Linked DNA regions of Zea mays: all the other regions are linked to region 1. Evidence: chromatin contacts called from public Hi-C data. All regions are on one chromosome and are shown on one strand. The core of a region is the stretch at or near the end of the contact, and the rest is flanking DNA. Distances in the headings are between cores, read along the strand shown.

Region 1 (4,445 bases), core at 1,273-3,772:
CTCCTGTCCTCCTGGATCCCAAGGAAAGAGCTGAACTGCGGCCTTCACGTAGGATGAAAGCTGGAGGAGGAACCAGCCTGTTCTTATGTTGGGTCTGTCCAGCACCAAGGCAGGTGCCTGAATGAAGGAGACGACCCTCTTTAGCTGTGCAGGGGGGCTGCATACCCAGATCTCGACTTCTGCAGGGGGTTCAAAAAGTATAGACGAGACCTGGTGGTTGGGCGCGCAGGCTGCGAGTTGGTGCAGCGATGAGCTGATCAGCAAGTGCAGCTTCCACACCGCCCGCCTAACAAGGAAGCCGCGCACTGCGGCTTGCAGGCGCACCACGGCCTGCTCATGTGATGACGGCCATGGGGTGGCCCTGGAGGCCACAGCAAGGTGTTTCTCCCCACGAAGGGACTGTACCTGGCGGCGTGCCAGGAACCCTCGTGCTGCCGTCTGAAGCCGCACCGCTGCTTGGAGTTCCTTCTCTGTCTTCTCCTTGTAGCGGTGGAACATCACAACGAACTGATCCCACTGCTCTGCGAAACGGCCAAAACTCTCTTTGAGCCGAGTGAATGCATCTGGAGTTGGAGAGGGCGGGTAGGAGGGTGTTGCGGCGGCTGATGGCGCGGCAGCTGGTGGTGGTGAGGGATGGGCGGCTGGTGGTGGTGAGGATAACCTGGAGCTGATACCAGGTGTCATGGACCTTCGGTCCATGGTGATAGCTGTCTTCTCCGGCGAGGTTATACCCCTCTGCCGCAGGCTTACCAAATTTATATTTTAGTTCCACAATTATTTTGTATTTTCGTCTTAAATAATAAAGGTAAGCCGAGATGTAAAAGGCTTAACCTTAAGTCATGTCAGGTAAGTCTATGGCAGCTCGAGGACGAGCTGGTCCTCAAGGGAGGGGGAGATGTCATGGGCATCATAGGGAGCGGTCACTCATGTGGGGCCGCACCTATGCGCGCCAAAAGCGAGAGGCCGCAGGGGGCGCTGGCAGCAGCGCGCGCAAGGAAGGCATGGCAAAGGAAAGCGCACGCAAGGAAGGCATGGCAAAGAAAAGCGCGCACAAGGAAGGCATGGCAAAGGAAAGTGACTGATTTGGTGGCTAAATTGATAGACCTAAATTGTAGGGGAGATAATTCCAATTAGTCACTTGCCTAATTAGTGGTTGCCTAGTTGGTCAACCGGTGGCCTATATATAGGCCTGTACGCAGGAGACAAAGGAAGAGGAATATATTATCAAACCAATCTCTCTCTCTTGCAATGACTCTCAAGCGCCTAGGGCTGCTACCCTAGAACCAAGCCTGCGGCAGAGGAGTATAACCTCGCCGGAGAAGACAGCTATCACCATGGATACCAGGTGTCTTCGGTCCATGGGGATAGCTGTCTTCTCCAGCGAGGTTATACCCCTCTGCCGCAGGCTTGGTTCTAGGGTAGCAGCCCTAGGCGCTTGAGAGTCATTGCAAGAGAGAGAGATTGGTTTGATGATATCTTCCTTTTCCTTTGTCTTCTGCGTACAGGCCTATATATAGGCCACCGGTTGACCAACTAGGCAACCACTAATTAGACAAGTGACTAATTGGAATTATCTCCCCTACAATTTAGGTCTATCAATTTAGCCACCAAATCAGTCACTTTCCTTTGCCATGCCTTCCTTGTGCGCGCTTTCCTTTGTCATGCCTTCCTTGCGCGCGCTTTCCTTTGCCATGCCTTCCTTGCGCGCGCTGCTGCCAGCGCCCCCTGCGGCCTCTCGCTTTTGGCGCGCATAGGTGCGGCCCCACATGAGTGACCGCTCCCTATGATGCCCATGACAGGCCCTTCCTGGGATTTTGTCCGGTCCCACCATGGACCCATATTTGGGCTGGTGACAGCCTCCCAAAATTGTAGGGATGCATACTTGCAGAGTGATTGCAATGTATTTCCAGCATCACAAATGGCTTTGGAATGAAATTTCGGTTTCCACCACATAGATTAATTATTCATAGAAAGGAAAACATTTCATTTGAAGCTGCGCTTAGTTCAGGCATCACCTCTCCAATCCAGGAACAGCAGCACGAGAAGCAAGGCAGCAGCGCCGCTACTCCGCCTTGACGGTCTTCTTGGGCTCTGCGAAGCAGAAGAAGCAACAGCCAAATAAACCAATAGATCATGCCGGGATAAGGATAAGACGAGGCATGGATTCTGACCGTGGAGTTCAGGCGGGCGGGCATCCTTGCCCCAACCCACGCCGCGGGTAGCCTCTAGGTATTGGTCGACGAGGTGGCGGCACTTCTGGTGGTGGTTGATGCCCTCGATGCGGTAGCACCAGCGGAGGCGCTCCCGGATGATCTTGGCGGTCTCGATATGGATCCACTTCTCTCGCACCAGGTGTTCCCGGTACTCGAGCATCGCCACCGGGTCGGCATACGGGTTCTTCGGGTCGAAGTTATCCGGCGGCTGCTCGTCGAACTCAACCTTCGCCTTGCGCACCATCTTCTCCGATCGCCGCCGCCGCTGCCGCTCGCTAGGTCCTTCGATTGGGTGGAGGATGGGATTGGTGCGCTACATTCGGTCGGCCGGTCGGATGGGACTTGGAAGACGAAGCTGAATGGGTCCACGAGCCCATTATGCGAACTAGGCCTGTGGGCTGTTACTGACTAGAGTCGGCCTAACAAAATGATTAGAGTTGGCCCAATAGAATGACGAGTCAGCCCAACGAAATGAAGCGTAGGTGGGCCAAGAGACGACTAATCGGTAGGAGGCACCGATTCACCCAGGTGGAGGGCGGATTCGAGAAGAGCCGGCGCGATGAGCTCGCCGGCAAGGTCGACCGTCTCGGCGGCGAGTGGGGGAGCCGTCTCGGCCGCCGAAGACGTTGCCGATTCCATCGACGCGCTCTACCGCAAGGACGAGACCATGGCTGGTGATACGCCTCTCCCTTGTGCAAGCGTTGACAGGTGAATGCCTTAGAGAGTCAGAGTGACTGACCGATCGGATTGGCCTTACAGAACTCAAGTTTGAGGTGATGGAAGCGCTGCGGAGGTGAGGTCGCTCGACGATGACAATTGGATGTTCGCGCGCGTCGCGGTTCCGCATCAATCTCGAATCCAGAACTGGTATAGCAAGGGATTCCTCCTAAAATTAGTTGCATAACTTGGTTTTCTAACCAGTTTTTTTAATCTGTCTATATGGCTTGAGTTCAGTGTTCCTGTTCCTAATGAATGAACTGTGTACATTCCTGATACAGTTGCTACATTTGTACCCCATTGGGGCATGTGTTTTTCAGGTGCTTACATGCCCAAGCAACACGGGAAACTCTCGGAGCTGGGGCAAGCATCCAAGAAAACAAGGAACTTCTAGGGTGTAGATGTTTGTGCTTGCAAGAAGCCTAATTCATGACTCCATGATGATAGTGAAGGTGGGATTCCATCTAGGCTGTAGCGTCAAGGATGATTTTGTCCAGTTCCAAATCAATCTAGTTGCTTCCTGCTAGTTCAATTTCAAGCACATGTAAGGATTTTCGAGTGATTGAGATGTCAATGTCATGGTATTGTACTATTGTTCATGACTTGTGCCCTTTCTATCTTTTACAAACTCAGCCTGCCTTGTTTTTTCTTACATTCATGATCCATCGTTTACTTTCTGAAACAAATATGTATGACTTCTCAAGAGACACAATTGTCATTTTAGGGCTGATTTAGTGACCATATAGGGGTATTTGGTTCCGTCGATTAAAGTTTAGTTCATGTCACATTAAGTCTGTTTGGAAATATAATATTTTCTTAGTCTCAAGACAATACCGTAGAATTTTATTATACGTATTTTACACTAAAAGGCGTTTGGAAGCACATCTAAAAACTTTATATTTTAAACCATGGTTTTACCAATACAATGGTATTTTTGTGGTAAAAAAACTTTGGTTTGGACCAAAGTTTTTTTCTTGCACACAACTCTAGTCTTCTCTTCCCCTACGCTACAACTGAAATATTATGTCTCCAAATAAGTGTTGGATTAGACTGATGTAAAATACACTATAGTTATGTCATAGGATACAATACACTATGGTATTATAAAATGTGGTTTTGAGAAACAGAGTTCTCAAACAGGCCTTAAATGTTTGAATATCAATTGTGAGTATTAAATATGGGCTCAATTAGGTTTAATAAATTCATCTCATATTTTAGTATTTATATGTGTAGTTAATTTATAATTAGACTATATTTAATACCTGTAATTATCATTTAAACATTTGATGTGACAGAGACTAGATGGGTGGAACCAAACACCCCTTTAGTTGGAGAGATAGCAAAATGAAGGATCGAATAGGCGACTAGAGGGGGTGAATGGTGTCCAATAAAATTCAGTCTTTCAAAACTACAAATTAAGCACTTAATTTCAATAGAAATGAAGAAATTGTTCAAACAAAAAAAACACATCAACTAACCAGTGATTTCATGTTTTGAAAATGTTATTAAAATTCA
Region 2 (4,445 bases), core at 774-3,273, 500 kb after region 1:
TAGCTTAGAGACGTACACAATTTCCTAATGGGAAGTAGCACTCTATCAAAGAAATATTGTGAACATATGTACAAAATTGCTTGTGGACAATGGATACTCCCATCCACGCTCGGTTACAAGCTTTACACGAGGAAAATTCAGATGCGGTAGCTGTAAGTAAAAATATGGTACAGTTTAAAGTGTTTTTCCGAGAACTTATATACATTTATTATCACGTTTTCATTCCTGGTTCTCATATATTTTATTTGTTGACGCCATTATTTACAAGTTCGACATCATGATATGACGTATATATGCAATAATGTGTATTTTTTCACGCCATTCTAAATATATCAAGCCTAGAGCAACTTGTGTCCCGCTAGTGCCATATGCAGATTCAAGATCGATCCATCCTCACGTGAAACGCAGGGGCATTTGCATTTTGCTTTGAATAATCCTAGCTCATTTGCAACGCCAGCAGCTTGTTCCATCTTTATATTAGCAGACCGTATTCTAGGGACTTATATTCATGCGTTGAAGCGCTTAAATATTGTCACGGCCGCATGCATGCATGCTTGTCTTGGTACGTGTTTGTCCAGGCAGAAAGAAATGCACTCCTAAAGTCGTGGGGGAACTGAGCCACTGATCGTGTGTCTGTCCATGCGTCTGCATGATCGATCGCTTGGGCGCGTCTCACTCTGGGCTCGATCACGAGCCACGAGAGAGAGCCAAGAACTGAGACAAGCAAATTTTTGTTCCTACTACACACACTATAGACAGGCAAGGTTATCTTACTCCTGACGTACACGTGGGCTGTTTTTGGGTGAAGTTACTAGGAATCTTCCTAGCGAACGGCCTGTGCTGTAAAATGCACACAGCACACAGTAGTAGCTTAGGTCCCAAAAACAAACTTCCGTCGTCCGAACGTTGGCCGGCGCTGCGTTATTTTAAACCAGGTATAATCACGTTAATCTGCCTGCAGGAACTAGCCACGCATGCAGCTGAATGGAGGCGGTGCAGAATGCTGGCTAAAATGCCAAAAACACATCTGAATCATGATGCAGCGTGCATGGAGATGGCGCGTTGCGATTTATTCGTGTGCAGTGACAAACGGACATGTATTAGTTTTTTTTATCGTACGTACGGACGGTGGTAGAGCTGCATACGTACGGAGGTGGCATGCAGTACGCGCGAGGTAAACAACAAAAAAAAAGGCCACGTATTTGTAATGTAGCTCCAAGAAGGCCTAGGCATACGCATAGCACACACCTTGCTTGTAATTATTATTGTTATTATTACCTTATTACTGCGTGGACAGAGGCCAGTAGTCGTCACTGCTGTATGATTGTCGATTGCCGCGCCCCTGGCCCGGCCACGAAGATGATAATCACGGATGTTTCAGTGCAAACCCACGGGTTTTCGTAGGGGATCACGCCGCCACGCGTGGGGCAGACAGGACAGGAGCTGCTGCTGCTGTCTTTCTAGGTGAGTCATCGTTGAATCCGTCTCTAAAAGAGCGTCTATTTTTAAACTTTTTTTTTTAAAAAAAACACATTCACAGTAGTACGCATCATGAACCCATGAGTGCTAAACTGACCTAGATAAAACCATGCTACGAATAATGATTCTGATGTTGAAAGCAGCGAGCGAATTACAGACTAGGCTAGGCTCGTTCTTCACGGGGGAACAGGCCCCAGCAGCAGAGATTCGATGCGGATAGGTTGATGCAGGACAAAGCACTGCACTGTAGGCCTGTAGCAGCGGCGGCCACGCCCCGGTTCGTCCTGGCCGCTGCAGCTCGTGCGTGCGCGCGGAACCAAGAACGAGGCGCGCTCTGCTGTTGACTACCCCCTCCGTCCGCCGGCCACCTCCTCCTCCTCCATGATCCATCCCGTCTTCCCAGTATTATCAGGGCAGAGGTCGAGACGCGAGACCACACCATGCATTGCCTCCTTGACACGAAAACGAGACCGCCATATGCATGGAGGTCCAAGCCTCCAAGGGGGGTCGGGACCAGGAGGCAGTGGGGCCGCGCGGCCTGCAGATCAGCAGCGCGCGGGTGGCAATGTGCGCCCGCCCATGCTCTCGGCGGCACAGGACTGACTACAGGAGCGGTAGTACGACGACGAGCTGCCTGCCTGGCGTGGCGCGGGAGGCGGCAAAATCCACCGATCATTTGAATATCTGCGGAAATGACCGCGCTGCCCTCCACTGTCGTTTTCCTGGCGGCCTCGATTACTCTAGCTTTGCAGCAGGCTCGCTCGCAGTACGGGAGTGGGTGAGAGAGTTGAGACGTATAGTATGCTGGACCGGTGGTGCATCAGCAGTTCGGTACACCGCGTGTCCACGTACGTACGCCCCCACCCCCCCGGTGGCGGGGTGATGTACGTGTTCCGCACGGGACAGATCCGACCATGCGCGTACGGCTGTCGTACTCTTCCTGCAGCGTTAGTTTAGCAGCTCTGCCACGTCCATGTACCGGCACCGCCGAGTCCGCCATTCGGTGATGCTAAGATTTCCCCGTTTACCTTGCCAATATTTTTATGCCCTCGGTGGATCAAAGATTATTACTAGCGCCGTAGATCGAGTCACACTACACTACAGACACCAAATATATATATCCCGGCCTACGCAAGTCAAATCATCGCTAGGCTAGCTAGGCTGTGTATAATAAAGCCGTTCTTGGATCACTCTGCATACGAAGCTTCGCATATATATGCAGCAGTAACAAACGCTTTCAGTTTTGACCACGTCACATGGAGTAATAAGTACGTACGTACGTACGTACGCGTATGTACACACACATCACATGGGGGGAGTATATAGTATACTGCTTATAACTGCACACAGTAGTATGCCACTATTTGTTACACATGAACAGATAATGAGGATTGATCAGCATGATGTTTAAGGAGAATTAGTTAGTTGGTCAAAGATCTAATCATTGATTTGCTTGATATATAGTCATGGCGAACATATGATGGCCCGGGAGAATGTCCAAAGCTAGCGACTGTGAGCTGCATCGGGGAACATATCTGAATTTATGATAATAATGGGGCATGCTTTTTGATACGTACTCCTACATAGGGCGTTTAATCCTTGAATCCATGACAATGCATGCTCACGACTGAACTATAGTACGTGCACGTACTGATATTCTTATTTCAGCGCCAGTACTAAATACGTTCTTAAAATAATACGTACTAGTTATATCCTATAAATATAAATATTTTTATATGTATTTAGTCAGAGCTGAGTATGCTCGATTTTGTCTTCAGAAAGCGAAGACCGAAGAATAGAAAGGAACGGGCCAACGACGGGGTGAGTAGTAGACAAGACTCGAGGAGATAGACGACTACACCGCCGTCCAGTCCAGGATATGTTTGTCATATGTTGGCAGCGTGAGGCGCTACTCTGCATCTTTCCACGCGGAAAACAAAAAAGAAGGTCGACTAAAGTTAACGAACAAATCAAGGTGTCTGCACACCCCTTTTGGCGACCAGCGTCTCACAGAATACTCCTCCGGTCCTCCCTAGCTTCCCTTTCCACGGCCTTGCGCAAACTGGGACGGGCCGATCCCCCGCCGCACTGCATTTCCCAGGGACTAGGTAAATTGTTTTGTAATTTCGTTCGGCATAGAAAGCGATCGCATAATGTGTTTATCACTGGGCGTGATCGATGAGACCTACTACGTACTCGCGGACCAGGCGGCTCGACTACAGTGCTCTAGTTTTTGTTTTGGGTTACCTATTAATTTTAGAGAATAGCTAATTGTTAGGGTTGAGAAGCTTTTATGGAACTGGTCACGGCCGAATGGTCCGTGTCGTGGACAGTCCACAATTATATCAGATCGGGTGGATTAATTCGTATTTTCTTGCGAGTTTATCCCTCTAGAATTGTGAGAGTGTTGTTGGAGGACATCGGAGAACGGATTCATATCTCTCATTATATATTTGAAGGGTTACGACCAATTGAAACACCCAACGACCCAACCAAATCAATATATTTTCCGTTATTTACATTTTGCCCTAGTAGTAGACAGTAACATATTTTTGTTCACGTCAATCTTCACCTCTCTTCAACTCTACGTCGTCTGGAGACGTCTTTGGGTGGCCTACCGATACAAATCACAGTGATTGGCACGCAGATCGACACCAAGAGTTAGACTTTGTTTTTTACATAGTGTCTCCTGGTGTAAGATGCTCCCACATGTGATATTGGTGTCGAGCCAGAAGAGATAGATATAACAAAAGGAGGTAACTAACCGTGGGTGTGTGTGCTTTACATTTGACCCACATCACAAGGGGCTGCATCATTTGCAAAAAAGCCAGCCTGCCATGCATGGAGAGTGTCATGCATGTCGTCAAAAAGGGACAGGGCAAGCAAAGCACACTATGAGGCTAGCTGAGGGGGTGCATATATATATGCATGCACGGAACATGGACGCATCATGTGCTTAATCCCTT
Region 3 (4,445 bases), core at 1,290-3,789, 340 kb after region 1:
AGAATAAGATTGAAAAGTAGAAAGTGGGTGGACTGCGTTGCACCGGACGGTCCGGTGTCACCCACCGAACAGTCTGATGTGCACTGGAGAGTCCGGTGTGCACTGGACAGTCTGGTGCACGGTCCGTTGTACTGCTTACCCTCGAGAATTTTAGCATGCGCTGGCTATAATTTATCAGACCGTCCGCGCGGAGCGTCAGACAATCCGGTGTGCTAGCTAGCCAACAACTAGTGGCCACGTCGGCCTCAGACCAACAGTCACATGGTGCACCGGACGGTCCGGTGCCACCCACCCGACAGTCCGGTGCCCCCCAAAGAAGAAAGTAGCCAATCAGGGGATTCCCTGCCGTTGTACTGTCCACAGTCCGGTGTGCATCAGACAGTTCGGTGCACCCGTGGACAGAAGGCAACTAGGGCCTTCCAAATGAAGCTCCAACGACTACTAGGTCCCTTGGGGCTATAAAAGGGACCCCTAGGCGCATGGAGCACAAGACCAAGCATCCATTGAACATTCTACAACACCGAGACACTGCGACCACACTTTTTGGTTTGATACTTTGAGATTTGAGCAAGTGTTTGAACTGTAATTCCACTGTGTTGTCTCTTGTGCTCCTCTCTCAACGTGTTTGTGTTGCTTTGATTTTGTCTCCTGTGTGCGTTTCTACCCCCTTACTCTTGTGGTTTATTTGAGATCAACTCTGTAAGGCGCGAGAGACTCTAAATTGTAGAGATTCCTCACAACTGGAAAAGCTTGTGATAAGAAAGAAAACTGTGGTACTCAAGTTGATCATTAGATCACTTGAGAGGGGTTGAGTGCAATCCTCGTCTATTGAGATGCCACAACGTGGATTAGGCGAGCATTTTCCGCTTGACCGAACTAGGGGCTAAAATCATTGTGTCACTTGTCTAAGTTACTTTACATTATTGCGATTCTACTCTTTCTAGTACTTCACTTCACATACAATATTGCTCTAAGTTTAATACTCACCTAGTGAGAGCAATTAAGTGAAGAAGTTCTCTCCTCTCACCCTCTTCATTCGGACTTGGTTTTTGTTCTCACTAATTCAATATTAGACCAAGTTTGTTTTGTTAAGCTATTTTATACAGGATCACCTATTCACCCCTCTAGGTGCTCTCACATCCGCCGGCGTGGGAAGAAGTTATTTGGTAGGGGAGAGGACATTGATGGCGTGGACTTTATCCAGACGGAGATAGCGGAGGGCGGCTGGCACAACGGCTGTGGAAGCTGTTGGCTGAGGCATGGTGCGGAGGGCGGGGTGAGGGGGCAGTGGGCACGACGTGCGCCTGGCGATGGTGAGGGCACGGATGGCACGAGAGACATTGAGGATGGGGATACAACGGAAACCGCGGCGCCGCGCGTCGGTGTGGGCCGTGGGGAGCATCGCGCGCAGGGGCGAAGGCGGGACACGGTTCCACTCGTGGTCTACATTACAGTCTTAATGGTAGTAGAATCTATTTTATATGCAAGGTCGAGAGGGCAAAGCTCATAGAAGGCCTCACTCTATTCTATCCATATCTACCTGGTTTACACACATGTAACACACATGGTATTTTTTACTGTGTCCTAGGCTGCTCACCTTTTTCACCTCTCGCCTCTGTCACGTCACATCATAATCAGGCTATCAGAAAATCTGACCACTAATTGGAATCTTCTGCCACACCTGCTCTTTAGGAAGGAAAGGAACACTTCTTCATCAATCGGCCCAAAGAAATGGTATTCTATGTCCATTTCCCTGGTCGTGTTATTCCTTTTCCTGTGATAGAAATGGTGATCCGACTCCATTGCCGAATGCAAGTTTTTTGCCGGGCAATGATGAGATGGGTAGGTCACACGCAGATAAAAAAGGGATGTAAGTAACACAGCAGGACAAACAATGGCATGCATGACGTTTGTTTTGGCCTGTGACTGACTTTGTGCGATGGCAGAGCTTGTCCTATGCTGTGTCTTGCATGCGTACATGACCGACCGCGACCACACGCCGCGGCGCAGAGGAACAAACGTGACCAAGTTCGAGCCGGGGTAGCGAGTCGCTTTGTCATCTCGCCGTGCTGGTAAAAGGCGCCGAAGATGAGATACAACGGAAATCGTGGCGCCGTGCGTCGGTGTGGGATTGTGGGAGCATCACGCGAGGAAGCTAGGGACACGGTTCCACCTGTGGTCTACAGTGCAGTAGTAGAGAAGAGAACATGGTGCTCCCTTTCTATAAAAAAGAACTAAAAAAAGATAGCTTACTTTCTTTATGTCAGACGTTCTATTCTGTTTTGATTTTTTTTTCAAATTTTCTGTATGGAAACCTTTTGTTACAAACGAATGTCATGCCAAATATCGAAAGCTCTCGTACGCCTTCGTCTAATCGTCTTCTCTACTGTCCCTGTTTTGTTCCTCCTCGTCGCTTGGCGCTTCCAGAGAAAAACCCGAAAGACGTCTCGTGTCGCCTCCACTAGGCACGTCCTGGAACCTTGCGGGGCCGGTATTGGAAAGCAGGCAAGCACAACAGCGATCCCACAAACCACAGCTCGGCTCCTCTTCGCCGTCGCAACCGATTTATATATGGCGATGGAGGCGTCGGCGGCCTCCGACGAAACCCTAGCCGCCGTCTTCGCCCAGCTCAAGCTCCACACCGTCGCTCTCCTCGACCTCCTCCGCACTCGCCGCCCCATCTCTAGCTCCGGCTCCTCCCTACGCGAAATGGCCGCTTTCCTCCGCGCCGCCCCGGCCCCGGCGCTGCAGCTCTGCTTCGAGTTAATCGTCACTTCGCCTTCAGCCCTTCACTTGTTTTTGCTGTCTTGGGTTTTTGGTTTGGGTATGTTAATTTGTGTTTCGTCCTCTCCCGTCTCAGTTATACAGTGTTTCCACTGCTCCTGCTCCTGGATGCGGCGGTGCAGTGCAGGAAGCAAGGCAATGCGCCGGGGCAGGTTGCAGGGGGCATTGATATAGGTGATGCCGTCGCCGAAGCTGGTCTGACCTGCCTTGAGGTCCTCCTCACCAAGTGCCACCTCACCTCGGTCAATCAGGTCACCCGCTTAATTTCTGCTCTACCGTACTCATGTCATCGGATCCCTTAACTACAGTCTACCAGTTAGCTGTGAAAACCTGACTCCGTAGTGTAACTAGTACTTGTTTCAGTAGTTTATTTTGGGTTAGTTGAGGACGGTATGAAATGAAATAGTACTTGTTTCAACAGTTGAATCGGGGCCAGTTGAGGACAGTATGAAATGAATTAGGCACACAGTGTGGTTTCTGTCTGTAACTCTTGCTCTTCTTTTCATTTTCCTCCTCAAGATGGTAGCAATGCTGAAAAAGTTGACTTCCGGGGCTATGCTTTCACCTTCAGAGGCTTCAGAGGAATTCCGTGGTGCAATTATTAGATGCTTCAGGGCTTTGGTTTTGCAGTTACAGCCATGCTTGGACCATTTTTGTTCTTGCAAACACGGAATAGTGTTACCTACGATCCCAACCAGTACATGCTTGGAGGTTAGAAGTGTAGTCCGCCCAAATCACTCTGCGCAGCCAGAGGAGTGCTTGCTTGCATTTCTTCAGTCTCAAAATGCTTCAGCTGCCGTAGGACATTGGCTCTCACTTCTTCTACAAGTATGGTGGCCATTCTTGAATATACATTTACATCCATTTGTTCTCGGTGTGATACATCTTTAATTGTGATTTGCTTTGTTTTCATATGAAAGGCATCAGAACTTGAGGCATCAAGGGGGCACCGGGGAAGTGCAGATGTTAGGAAGGAATCATTGCACACGCTGCGCATTCTTATTGGCAAGGTAAGAAGATACAAGCTCCCTGAGGCCATGATGCATCCAGGCAGAAATGCTTGTTGAACACACTATTTTTTAAGGACCCCTAGGCATACCACAGATGACAATTCCCCTTGCTATGCAGTTGATAGAAGGTACCTTAGTTCTTTTAAACCTTGACTAGCCAGTTGCCCGTGCTTTGCTACGGTTGTTATATACATTGAGATATTTATTCAAATATAGTTATTGTTTATTTCTAAACACTAAGGTACATGTGGTCTGGTGGTTAGCCCTAAATTTCTGGAGAGGGGGGCGTGGGTTTAAGTGCTCGCTTTGCACTATTTTTTGTGCGGTGTGGTAGTTGTGCGGGCGGGGTCAGATGCTGGGCAGGCGCAGTAGCTGGCTGCGCGGGCGATGGGGTCCACAGAGCAGTAGATGTGACTTGAGAGAGTGCTGCGCGGGCGCTGGGCCCACAGGGCACGGCTAGGGGTGACAATGGGCTCTAAATTTTACACTATAAAATGTAAGGATCGGATCATGTTAGGATCGGACCCTATTTCTATTCATTTTTGAACTAAAAATAATTTAGAGCCCTAGCAATTTGTGAAGAAACATTTGGATCACGATCCATTACCACCCCTAGGCACGGCGCGGAGGCGGGGCGCGTGGGGTGGGTTT
Region 4 (4,445 bases), core at 989-3,488, 300 kb before region 1:
AAGAGCCCGGCCACTTCTTTTGGAATGCCGACACGGGATACCTCGCATCAGAGCAGGGCACAAAGCTGTAGCACCCGAAGTTGTTATGATATTGGTCCTTCCCAGTTGCTTTTGTCTGGCAAGATAATTCATGAATGTTGCAGAAACATTTAGCATCTAGCTCCAGCCCTTGGCTTCTCATGGCCCAAATAAAAACCCCCACTTTAATTAAAGCTTCAGGAGTAAGCTGATGAAGGTATATCTCAAATGTCTTCAATACTTCAACCAGCATCTTGTGTAAGGGAAAACGAAGCCCAGCCTTCATAAAACTCTTAAAAACCACTACTTTGTTTGCCTTAGGAAGAGGAACGATACTCTCTCCTCTAGCCCTCACAATAGATATGTCATGGAAATATTTCCCCTTCATCGCTTCAATCTGTCCTTGCTTAACAGTGGACTTTCCAAAAATAACATGACTTGGCCTCTATGGTCGATCTTCAGCATCTTCATTATCACTCTCCACATCGAAACTCTCACTATCGCTGGAATCCCTAGACAGCCCAGCCAACATTTCATTAGTGATTTTTTCAACGTTGGTTCTTTCCATAGCTTCGTAAAAACCAGCAAGCATGGGGTCTACAGTCTTCTTATTTTCGGCCATTTCGATGTTGATCACAACAAAAGCCGAAGCTCAAAGAACAGTTGCTCTAACAAAAGACGAAAGCTAAAATGACAATCACAACACAAAAGCTAGATGGCACGAAAAATATTCATAGCGCAAGCCTTTATATATATATATATATATATATATATATATATATATATATATATATATATATATATATATATATATATATATATATATATATATATATACAAAGCACCACTGAGCGATGGGTCCCACGATTCAGAACAATTCGCTATTCTAGCGAAAGGAAGGTGTTTTTTCGGACCTTCGGCTAAAGGCCTTCGTTCATGTCGCAGTCTGAATTTGTTCATATCGCAGTTTGAATTTGCTACGAAGAAACAAACTAATACTGCGAGGGGCTACTGTTGGGGGCCTTCCTCTTATAAAGGTCCTCATAAACACGACTAACCATTTGCTTCTAGCATAATGTTGACTATTACAGGAGCTTCGTCACAATCTAAGGTTCGTGATGGGAGCTTTCTCCTCCGTCAAAGGTCTTTAAGACGAAGATATAGCCCGAAAATAACAACAATGAACGTCGAAGCTATAGCCGAAGAGTAACATCATCGGTTTAAAGTGGTGTCGAAGATCAAGCATGATGCTGAGCCGAAAAGGAAAAGAATAGCTAGTCCCTAATGATTTATGTTACAATTATGAACGAATGTTAATGTCATAAATGTATTTTTATCCGGGCTGCGTTCCGTGCCTATAAATAGGTGAACAGTACCCCCGTACTGTTCACGCTGGATTGTAATCGCTCTCGCGTCAACACCTTCGAACAAGACGAAGGTATCAATGTAATATGAATCTTACTCATATGTTTATCATGAAATAAATATATGATTGAGACACAAATGGATAATGTTTATCATCTTTATGAATCATTATTCTTGCAAGTGATCGTCTGAAGATCATCAAATCCGAAAGGAGATGATGACTCGGAGGACGAAGATCTCTAATCTTTAACAATTGTGTTGCCTTGTTCTTGATTCACAATATTTAAGAACAAGAGACCAACATATTCTATACTTAAGTATAAATGAAAACTGTAGTAACGTACTTAAACAGTAATAAAAACCGTAACAATGTACGAACATTTTCCTAGTATAAATATACACATAAGGCCTAGTTTGGAAATATCGTTTTTCCTAGGGATTTTTATTTTCCCAAGGGAAATTAGTTTATTTTTTCTTGGAAAAATTGAAATCCCTTGAAAAAACGGTATTCTTGCACCTATCAAAGAGGTGGAAAAAAAGCTAGCACAGGCGCACGCACAATCGCGGTCCTCTGAATTTACATGGGCCTTCTCTATTTGATCTATCTACATTTAGTGCCACAAAAGGGCCTTTCACACCACACAAAAGGGGCCTTGCACACCAGCAGCAACAAACCACGCAACGGCTAGTACGGAAGAAGAGGGGCGAGCGGCGAGCAGCGCCGTTCCGTCTTCGCCGTCTCCTCGTCCGTTCGCCAAGACAACGGTCATATTACCGTTGTCCTGCCAAAATTCCAACACTTTAAAACTGCCACCCAACGCGCTCCTCCGCCGCCGTCTCCAGCACACGCTTCCCCTTCCCTCCCGCTCCCATTCACGTCGTCTCTTTCCTCGAGCCTCCGCTTCGCCAGCGACGCGCCCTTCTCACCCACCTCGCCGAGGAAGTATTCACCGATGGAGACGCCGCTGTCTTCCAGGAGGATCACCCGCTCGCTCGCCGCCGCATCTGCCCGTGAGTCCTCTTCTCCCACCTTGACTCTCTGTTTCTTGATCTTTGGATCGCTTCTGCAGTCTCGACGCGTTGTTGGATGTGTTTCCTGACGACGCCCACCTTCGGTTCTCCGCAGAGAAGAGCGCCGCCGCCGGGCCGGACTCCGCCGCCCTCTTCTCCCGCGCCAAGAACGCCGCCGCTGGGGAGACCCAGCCTCGCGCCGCCCTGCACGACATCACCAACGACTCCCCCATCGTCGGGCTCGCGGCGGGCGCCCTCCACGCCACCGATACCACCCCCGCCTCCACCGCCGCCAAGACCCGCCGCAGGGCCCCGCGTCGCACGCCCGGCTCCGGGGAGGCGCTCCTGCGCGGCCAGGTCAAGGCGCTCCTCCACAAGGTCGAAGAGGAGCAGGGCTGCGCCGCCGCGGCCATCGTCAGGCCCGCGCGCATCCAGGCGCTGCTCGGTGTATCCAGGTCGCCGGCCCAGCTTCTTGCGCCGACGCCAGCCAACACGCCGCAGATCGAGCCCGTCCCCACTCCCAGGGAAGGTCTCCTCCTGCTTGATGGCGCTACGGTCGTGCCCTGCGTCCTAGACGAAGAGGAACTGCTGATTCCTAAGCTTCAGGTAATGTAACTGTCGATTCTGCACTTATTGAACCCCCCTTGTATGAAATCTTCCAACTTCCCGAGGAGCAATACTCTGCAACTCGGCATGTGCATGGTAGGTAGAACTTGATCCAATGTTTCTGTTCCAATTTCAGTCAGGGAACGCATATAGTCAACCTTATGCCGAAGTACCTACCATTTGTCCAATTCATCTAGTATCTTCATTCGTTAACCTTATTTGTGCACGTCCATGAGATTAGATGCAATTCTGCATGACCTGTTGTATGTAGGGGTGGTAATGGGTTCCTATTTTTCCCTGAACTAAAATTAATTAAGGCGAGTAACTGTAAGCAGTATAATCTTGATATATGATGAATTTTCTGAATGTTTTCATGTTGCACTGTTAGCCCCTACTCAAATGTCAATGGCATCCCAGCTCTTTCAGAACTGCAAATTAGATTTCTACTCGTATCATCTAACCTGGAATTCAGCCTAGATGTTTTAGAGGCGTAGCACTTTGTCGTAAGGTGTCTTCCTGCTGCTCCCCTTATTGTGCAGGTCATTGCAGCTTCCCTACCTCCACCTCATCAGGCAGAGGAGAAGCTCGGGGACTGCCAGCTGAACCGTGCGCTGGTGTTCGATGACTCCCCTGAGAAATGTGAAGAGTCCAGTGGATCAGCCGTCTCGTCAACCTTCTCCCTCCAGGAGAGCAGCACCGGCAGCTACGTGGACAAGTCATCATCACCTGAGGACGACAGCTCCTCTGCCTGGTCCATTCAGGTCCATGCCAGCTCTGAGAAGGGCGACGAAGAAGAGCTGGGCGTGGAGGAGCTGGCAGCAGAGTACACTGACGAAGAGGAGGAGGAGGAGGAGGAGGACTGGGACGAAGACAGCGATGACGACTGCTACGATGATCTGTGCGAGGAGATGAGCAGGATGACCGTGTTGGAGGAGGAGGAGAAGAAGAAGACCGTGCTGCCGCAGTTCGAGGGGAAGCACACCAGGTTCATCTACAACAGTGACGACGAGATCGAGCGGGTGGAGGAGGCGGATGCAGCTGAGGCGACGGCGGAGCTTCGCGCATTGATGCTCAGGGGCCTGCTGGTGCCGGAGGGGAGGCACCTGCGCTTCCACGACGAGGATGCCGACGAATAAGAATCTCAGTTGTGTTGTCAAGTGGTTGGTTGTCTTTCGCTGACACCAGCCAAAATTCTTTTGCGGGGCTCTGAGTCCAGTTCTGTACGTTGATTCATGTCTCCGTTCTTAAGAGAAATAATCCAACTTTTCTGAAAATCAAAAATTTTGTGGCATTCGATTACATGGCAAGTCTTTTATGTGCTGTGTGCTATGTGGGAACTCTCATGTTTCTGATTTTTTTTGTACCTTCAAATTTTCTTCTAGCGCCAAACGATTTCTACAACCCTAAACCTCTGGGACTCAGGAATGTTGACGATTTTTTTGATT

The links. Hi-C and Micro-C count contacts between places; a contact is called where the count stands out from the background.
Region 2: a Hi-C map of leaf mesophyll shows a contact between it and region 1, with 5 times the contacts expected there. The contact joins the enhancer-like site here to the promoter of LOC100191555 in region 1. A contact is called at or near these places in 3 of 25 Hi-C or Micro-C datasets (ear, leaf and leaf mesophyll).
Region 3: a Hi-C map of ear shows a contact between it and region 1, with 3 times the contacts expected there. The contact joins the promoter of LOC100273882 here to the promoter of LOC100191555 in region 1. A contact is called at or near these places in 5 of 25 Hi-C or Micro-C datasets (ear, endosperm, leaf and 1 more).
Region 4: a contact with region 1 is called in a Hi-C map of leaf, with 4 times the contacts expected there. The contact joins the promoter of LOC100274729 here to the promoter of LOC100191555 in region 1. A contact is called at or near these places in 2 of 25 Hi-C or Micro-C datasets (leaf and tassel).

The regions. Positions count from the first base shown.
Region 1 is chr5:45,669,787-45,674,231 of Zm-B73-REFERENCE-NAM-5.0, reverse strand. It overlaps LOC100191555, which reads right to left and starts at 2,522. Exons shown (of 3, transcript NM_001294148.1): 1 at 2,172-2,522; 2 at 2,016-2,091. The coding sequence starts at 2,457. The coding sequence ends at 2,063. It also overlaps the pseudogene LOC103626292.
Region 2 is chr5:45,169,464-45,173,908 of Zm-B73-REFERENCE-NAM-5.0, reverse strand. No RefSeq gene overlaps it. Among protein-coding and RNA genes, the nearest start is that of LOC100304398, 78 kb to the left of the region's middle. Within about 2 kb of position 2,023, at least 19 of the 20 cell types and tissues checked have an H3K27ac peak or open chromatin away from gene starts, as enhancers often do. A contact at or near this core is called in ear, leaf and leaf mesophyll, where this site is marked.
Region 3 is chr5:45,333,347-45,337,791 of Zm-B73-REFERENCE-NAM-5.0, reverse strand. LOC100273882 reads left to right here and starts at 2,539. Exons shown (of 18, transcript NM_001362448.1): 1 at 2,539-2,762; 2 at 2,861-3,035; 3 at 3,304-3,612; 4 at 3,705-3,794. The coding sequence starts at 2,572.
Region 4 is chr5:45,971,292-45,975,736 of Zm-B73-REFERENCE-NAM-5.0, reverse strand. LOC100274729 reads left to right here and starts at 2,238. Exons shown (of 3, transcript NM_001149027.2): 1 at 2,238-2,394; 2 at 2,510-3,000; 3 at 3,540-4,299. The coding sequence starts at 2,337. The coding sequence ends at 4,136.